Linked DNA regions of Hordeum vulgare: region 2 is linked to region 1. Evidence: chromatin contacts called from public Hi-C data. All regions are on one chromosome and are shown on one strand. The core of a region is the stretch at or near the end of the contact, and the rest is flanking DNA. Distances in the headings are between cores, read along the strand shown.

What was found. A called contact is a pair of places that touch in the nucleus more often than the background predicts.
Region 2: a contact with region 1 is called in a Hi-C map of leaf, with 4 times the contacts expected there. The contact joins two enhancer-like sites. A contact is called at or near these places in 2 of 6 Hi-C or Micro-C datasets (leaf and seedling).

What each region holds. Positions count from the first base shown.
Region 1 is chr7H:211,630,195-211,633,516 of MorexV3_pseudomolecules_assembly, reverse strand. No RefSeq gene overlaps it. Among protein-coding and RNA genes, the nearest start is that of LOC123414437, 8.3 kb to the right of the region's middle. Within about 2 kb of position 1,331, at least 1 of the 3 cell types and tissues checked has open chromatin away from gene starts, as enhancers often do. A contact at or near this core is called in leaf, where this site is marked.
Region 2 is chr7H:212,151,789-212,154,854 of MorexV3_pseudomolecules_assembly, reverse strand. No RefSeq gene overlaps it. Among protein-coding and RNA genes, the nearest start is that of LOC123409985, 130 kb to the left of the region's middle. Within about 2 kb of position 1,439, at least 3 of the 3 cell types and tissues checked have open chromatin away from gene starts, as enhancers often do. A contact at or near this core is called in leaf, where this site is marked.

The DNA.
Region 1 (3,322 bases), core at 82-2,581:
ATGCCCCTTTACGGGTCGGTTCGAGCTGCGGGGGAAGAGATCCCTTAAACTTAAACTGTAAATCAAACTTTTTGCTTACATTTGTTCTCCACATCTTCTTCTTCCTGTGCACTTGTCCATGGTCAACTAAATGTGTTCCTAAATACGGAGGCTTCGTCCACGAATCCATCTAGGAGCGAGCTAGCTAGCTAGCTCATCCGTCCACAAATCCATATCTGGTGTCCACGAATCCGTTCAGGAGCTAGCTAGCTAGCTCCGCTCATGGAATCCATCCAGGAGCCCGGAGCTAGCTAGCTAGCTTCCGTCGCCGACGTCAAATCCGGCTAGGACGAGCAGGGTGGCCGCGAGGACGGGCGGCCGGCGTTCGGGACATCCGGGGCGGCGTACGCTGGACGTAGACAGCAGATGCGAAAGTTGTTTCCATGACAGTTGGGCTCCCGCCAACTGGTTCCTCTCGGTACAAGGCACCGTAAAAGCGGACGCGAAAACTGTGTTTTTACAGATTGGGAGGAGCTTTTTACCGCGTCCCGCAAAAACATTTACGGATCCGACAAGTTTGGAGGGTCTGATCCGGCAACTTTTTTTCGTACAGACCTGTATTTTGACGGTTATTTTGCGAGTCGGGCATTATATGGGGTGATGCTCTAAGGGATCGGTTAGAGTTGCCCTAAGATCCTCAAAATATTAAGCTATAACATGTGAATTATTTGAAGCATTAGATTCAAGTTGAACGGCTAGGATCCGAATCAGCCTCTCCCTTAGGTTTGGCCTGATGCTATAGATATATGAGTCTAGAAGTGACCGTGCCTGTTATCTTCATTACTCTGCCTTTTTTGACAAGGATGCTACATGTTACTTGAAGCAATGCAAGTGCTGCAAGAAAAGTACCTTGAATGACAGGAAGTACAAACTCTATTCTCCAATCTCCATCATAACTGAAAGGAAATAAAGAAGAAGAAATTACGGCTGCCTTTTGTTCATCCTGTGTTCATACATGGTGCCAGCCAGCTTCATGTTCTCTCCCCTTGCCTTTTGATCTAGTCTTCTCACACATTTTACACCAAGGCTGGGTAGTCTAGTCTAGCCAGGGCAGTGCAGGACTGCAGGCCGCCAACGTACGCGCGTACAATCATGTAGTTATTGGGTTGGTCAAAGGGATTGCTTCTGATTGAGAGTAGGATATACGGTGAGAAAGTTCAGTTATCTTTTCAGTTTGCCTTTCCATCTTTCTTTTCCAGCCAGTCTCATTCTTTGCCTTGCTCTGGAGCTAAACCCCTGAAATATTCTTCCTATCTCGTTGCCGTTTCAATCTCTATCCAATATACAAAGAAGCATGCAGCCACAAAGAAGCGACCCCCTCGTGCCTACCTGCGACGCGTGAATCATGATTTGGGACTATATTCCACTTTAGTGAAAATCCTGCCGCCCGTTGAAAAAGAAAATCCAGCAAGCAACTGCTTATGTGCAAGCATATGTCGTGACCTAGATGATCAGGACTTGCTGTCTTGCTTTTCTATGATTAAGTAATAGTTAGAGTTGCTATCTGTCAGGCTGAAGTCTAGGACAGTTGTAAGGCACATACTGGATGTGATTCTCATCCTGCTTTACAAAATAGACCTAAATGGCTTAGTTTCTTGGGCTGATCATGACTTTAAGCAGAGGGTTTTAAGCTCTCTTTCTAACTAACAAATCACACCTGTTGGAATTTATTAGTCCCTTCAAGTCATCAATATTAATATTATGCGGTCAATTATACAACAGGGCAAGCTACCACTTAGCTTGCAGCATCATAAAGTAAGTTAATCCTCTGTCATGTGATCTGCTTGTGTGCTTGAAGAAGCAAAGGCTACATATCCACTTCAGTACCAAACTGGCTAGTTAGTGCCTTGCAACCCATCTAGTCTAGCACAAAACACATACAATGAAAAATAACTCATTTAGGGCGCAGAGTCAACGAAAATGCTATCTTTGACATGGTTCCACATTATATTTTATTTTATTTTTAAAAAAGGAGGATGATCCCCGGCTTCTGCATCTCGAAGATGCATGCAGCCATTTTATTAATTATGCACAAAGATCTTATAAAGCAATACATCAATATATCTGAAGTCGCCCTCTTGACAACATCTATCGCTAGTTCTATCCAATGATGAAGGGATGCAGGAAGTGTGAGTCACATACCCAGACCTCTCACCTAGCCTAACATCTAAAGCCGGAGTGCCCGACCGAGCCACATACCGGGTCAGGGGCACAAACCGGTCGAACGCACCCTCATAGGTCGTCGCCGCCGCTTTCCATCAATCCATCTTCAGAAGAGTTACTGACGCATCGACCTTGCAAGGCCTGCCGTCGATGCACCCACGGCGCCAGACAACGCCTCCTCCCTACGCGCGCTCATCATCACGCATCCGTCGCCGAGACATTGTTGCGCCTCGCCGCCGAGACTCCACGACATCGATGTGTCACAAGGAACGCCGCTCCACCGTAGATGCCGACCAATGATCCCTCGAGCCCGTGTGAACACTAGAATCTAAAAAAATAACAAAAAAATAAAATTGAATTTGTTTAACAAACATGATTGACTGTTCTATTCATGTGTGAATTTTCACGTAAAAATGACATGCATGGTGGTTGTTCTATGTGAAGAAAAGGGCCTCCAAAATGCTTCTAGAATGGCTTTTTTAGAGCACTGATTTTTTTTGACTTTTTTTTTAAAGAAGGTTAAACTCTCTGTCTCTGCATCAATTGATGCATGCAGTCATCTTTATTAATTATTTTATAAAAATTGGCAAAAGCATACATCAATCCACTCGAAGTCATTAATTACTTACACCTACATATTCAATAATGTGAAGTGCTTTTATTCCCATATCTAAAATCAATATCGTCGTTAATCCGCCCACATAACGTATCGAAACCAACGGATATCATTAATTTCTTTTTTGCCCATAACACCACGGTTGTCATTTCTTCACGAAAAATCACACTTGGCTGGAATAATCGACCCAAGAGCCAAACATTCGCATCGGCGGAGTGAAATGCTTTACATGGAAAAGAATCGACAAACAGTTAAAGAAATAATTCAGAAGAAGGGCATATATACTTGTCAATAAATCATGCAGTATCATGTCAACCTAGAGCTTAGCTAATTAGGATTGAAGTTTCGGAAAAGGCAGCCTTTTCCTTCACGCAGGAGGTAAACTCATTCGCCTGTTCCTGCACATAGTCGAAAACATTGGTCAAATGCTTTTAAAGGATGTGCTCTTTCAGCCTATGCACAAAAAGATACCTTGCAGTTGAGTCAGATTGCTTAAGGTGTCAT
Region 2 (3,066 bases), core at 190-2,689, 520 kb before region 1:
GCTTTGCGTTTGCACCCTCCACCTCTCTTTTATCTACTAGCCCACCTCACAAGTATTGTCGGATGTTCACAACCAGCACCGATGCACCTGCCCATCTTTTACAACAGCATTGTCCACCCTCGGTCCGTTTGTATCCAGGTACACTTCCCCACCCTGTTGACGACCTCCATGATGACCATCATGCCCGACATGTGTTCAATCAAATGCCGTTGAGATTATTTTTGGATGCCATATCGTTTTCTCACAGTAAGAAGGATGGCGGGATACTAGACCATGAAGGATGAGATATTGTGGGATGTATGGTTGATCGTATCCGTGGATTTCGTAGGCAGGAGCAGAAAGGGACCTTCTGTCAGCAAGTACATGAATCATTTCACAAACGAAAACACATTTGCGTCCTACGACATGCACATCATCCATGTTCGCAATGTGAGGTTGTTATCGTATGAGTGGTACGCCATCCACATCATCGTCACCAAGTTTTGTCACCTAATTGCTCAGCTAGAGTCAAGGTGGCCATTGCACGCGATAGAGTAGGTCGTAATTTTTGCTTATTCTTCCTCAACTTGATGACTGAATCATTCATTCATTCAATGTTATTATTCATAGTGTGTAGCACGCACACGTTGTCGGGATGTACCACGGGACAAAAGAATGGCCATTTACGTACACACATCATTGGATGAAGTTTAAGGGACAATATTTGTGAGACAACATCATCCGTTGAAAAACTTGGACATCAAATTTGGGACATTGTTATACGTGCATACTATGTATGGATGATTTGTATAAATTTGTTGAACTTTGATGAATACCAGCCGGTTTGTATGAATTTCGTCCGTTAAATCGAAACCCGGCTTGAAATGATTGCGGGTAGCGTTGGATGGCCCATTAGTCCGCAAACGAATATTGAAGCAAATTTACGGATTAATGTTGAAGATGTTCTTAATAAGACATGTTAATTTTTGATTTTTTTAATAAAGGACGTTTTATTACTTAAAAGATGTTAATTTTTTGTAGTCCGATGACACATGTATTTAACTAGCTTATGTAATTTCATTATGTTGCATGAGACTAATATATGAATTCAAAGATTAGTTCGAAGGAGTAGATTGCGGGGACGGACTTTTGACGTGGTTAGCGTCCGCGCGGCTGCCAACTTCCAGTTGTACATACTCTTAGATATAGTAGTAGTACCATATTTGCACAAACATCCACCTGACGTAGCGAATCCATCCCATCTGATCTGACTACGCAGCATTTGACATGACATGCATCCGCAGCAGCACATTCTTTTTCATTTAGAAAAGCGACAGCAGCAGCGCTGAAGAAGGTTCGTGTATGGTCTGTGCTGTTCGCGGGTGGTGCGAGCATCTGGCCAATCGGCGAGGCCCAGAGCCACCCTCGCCACCGGCCGGCCCCGTCCGTTGGAGCGTGCAGAGGCCGCATTTCCATGTTCAGTCTCATGCATGACTTTCTTCTTACCAGCTCCCTCAAGGACTGCCCAGCTGCTAGCCTGCTAGCGTCTCTCAATAAAGTTCACTCGTTTTCTTTTTTCTTTTGAGGGTAAGTTCACTCGTTTTCAGAAAAGCATATTTGTACGATGCGCTGTCCATACGGTCCTAGCCTACAATATAAGATTACAAAGGAATAAACCTGATAGCTAGGTATTTTTAATATGACCAAGTGTGTATTTTTTTTAAACATAGTTAACTAGGTAAGCAAGTACAACATATAATTCTGATAATTTGATTGGCATGCTATTTGTAGGTGTCCGCTTGCCCGTATGTTGTGGGAAAAGAAGGCCGCCTCATTTAGCATGTCGCGACTTGAGAGTATCGCAAATACTAGTTCTGAATGGGCTTTGCTTCTTCTGAACGAGTGCTTGGAAGAGGAGCGGCTGACAATTCTCATGACCTTCTAGCGTACTTGGCACATTCGCAACGAGATCACCCATAACAAGCCGGCGCCAACTATTGAAGCTTCTTGCAGATTTTTATGCAGTTACATTGACAGTCTCATGTGCATTGAGCAACATCCGCAAGGCGATCTGGCTAAAGGGAAAATGGTGGTAACTCGAGGACAGCGCCGACGCCAATCCAGGGCGAGAACAACGTCGGCCTCTTGTACACGACCGTCGGAGCAATGGACTAAGCCTCCTACGGGATGGACTAAACTGAATGTTGACGGATCCTGGAGGAAGGCGGACAATATTGATGATGCTCGAATGATCCTTCGCGATAATAATGGGGCAATTGTCTATTCATCATGCAGGTTCATTACTTCCTGCGCTAGCCCACTTGAGGCGGAGGTAGAAGCATGTAGGGAGGGAATCGCCCTAGCCCTGGAGTGACGCAACAACGAACCATTGATACTGGAAACTGATAGCATCATTGGAGCCAAAATGATCATGGAGCCAGACCAGCAAAACCGATCACCTGTAGCAGCTCTAGTTGGTGAGATAAAGAGGCTTCTTTCTGTAGGCCCGGAGCATGTAACATCACATGTCAGCATGAGTAGAAATAAAGTTAGTCATATGTTAGCTCAGATGGGACTCTTGATCCCTCGTACCGTTGTTTGGCTACGGAATGGATCTGATGAGATTGGCATTTCGTGTCAGCAGGATTGTAATGAGCTACCTTGATTAATACAATTCTTTCCGTTCGCAAAAAAAATAACAAGTACTAGCATGTAATGTTTTTTCTGACAAGCTACATGAATTAAAGATGGCAACTCGACACAATTAAACACTGAACAACTAAGATGTAAAAATAGCTGGCAACTAAGTTATTTTTAGTCTGGCCACTAAGTGGTTCATATTCTGAAAACTAATTCCGGTAATTTCGTGTAATTTTTTGGCAAGCTATATGAATAAAATGAAAACTCGACACAATAAAAATTACAAATAGTGTGTATTTTTTTTGGCAAGCTACATCCAATAAAAATGGTAACTCGACACAACTAAAATGTAAAAATAGATGGCAACTAGGTTATTTTTAATCTGGGCACTACGTTATCATATACTCATAACTAAGTGATAGTAATCTGGCAATTACCGTCAGGAAA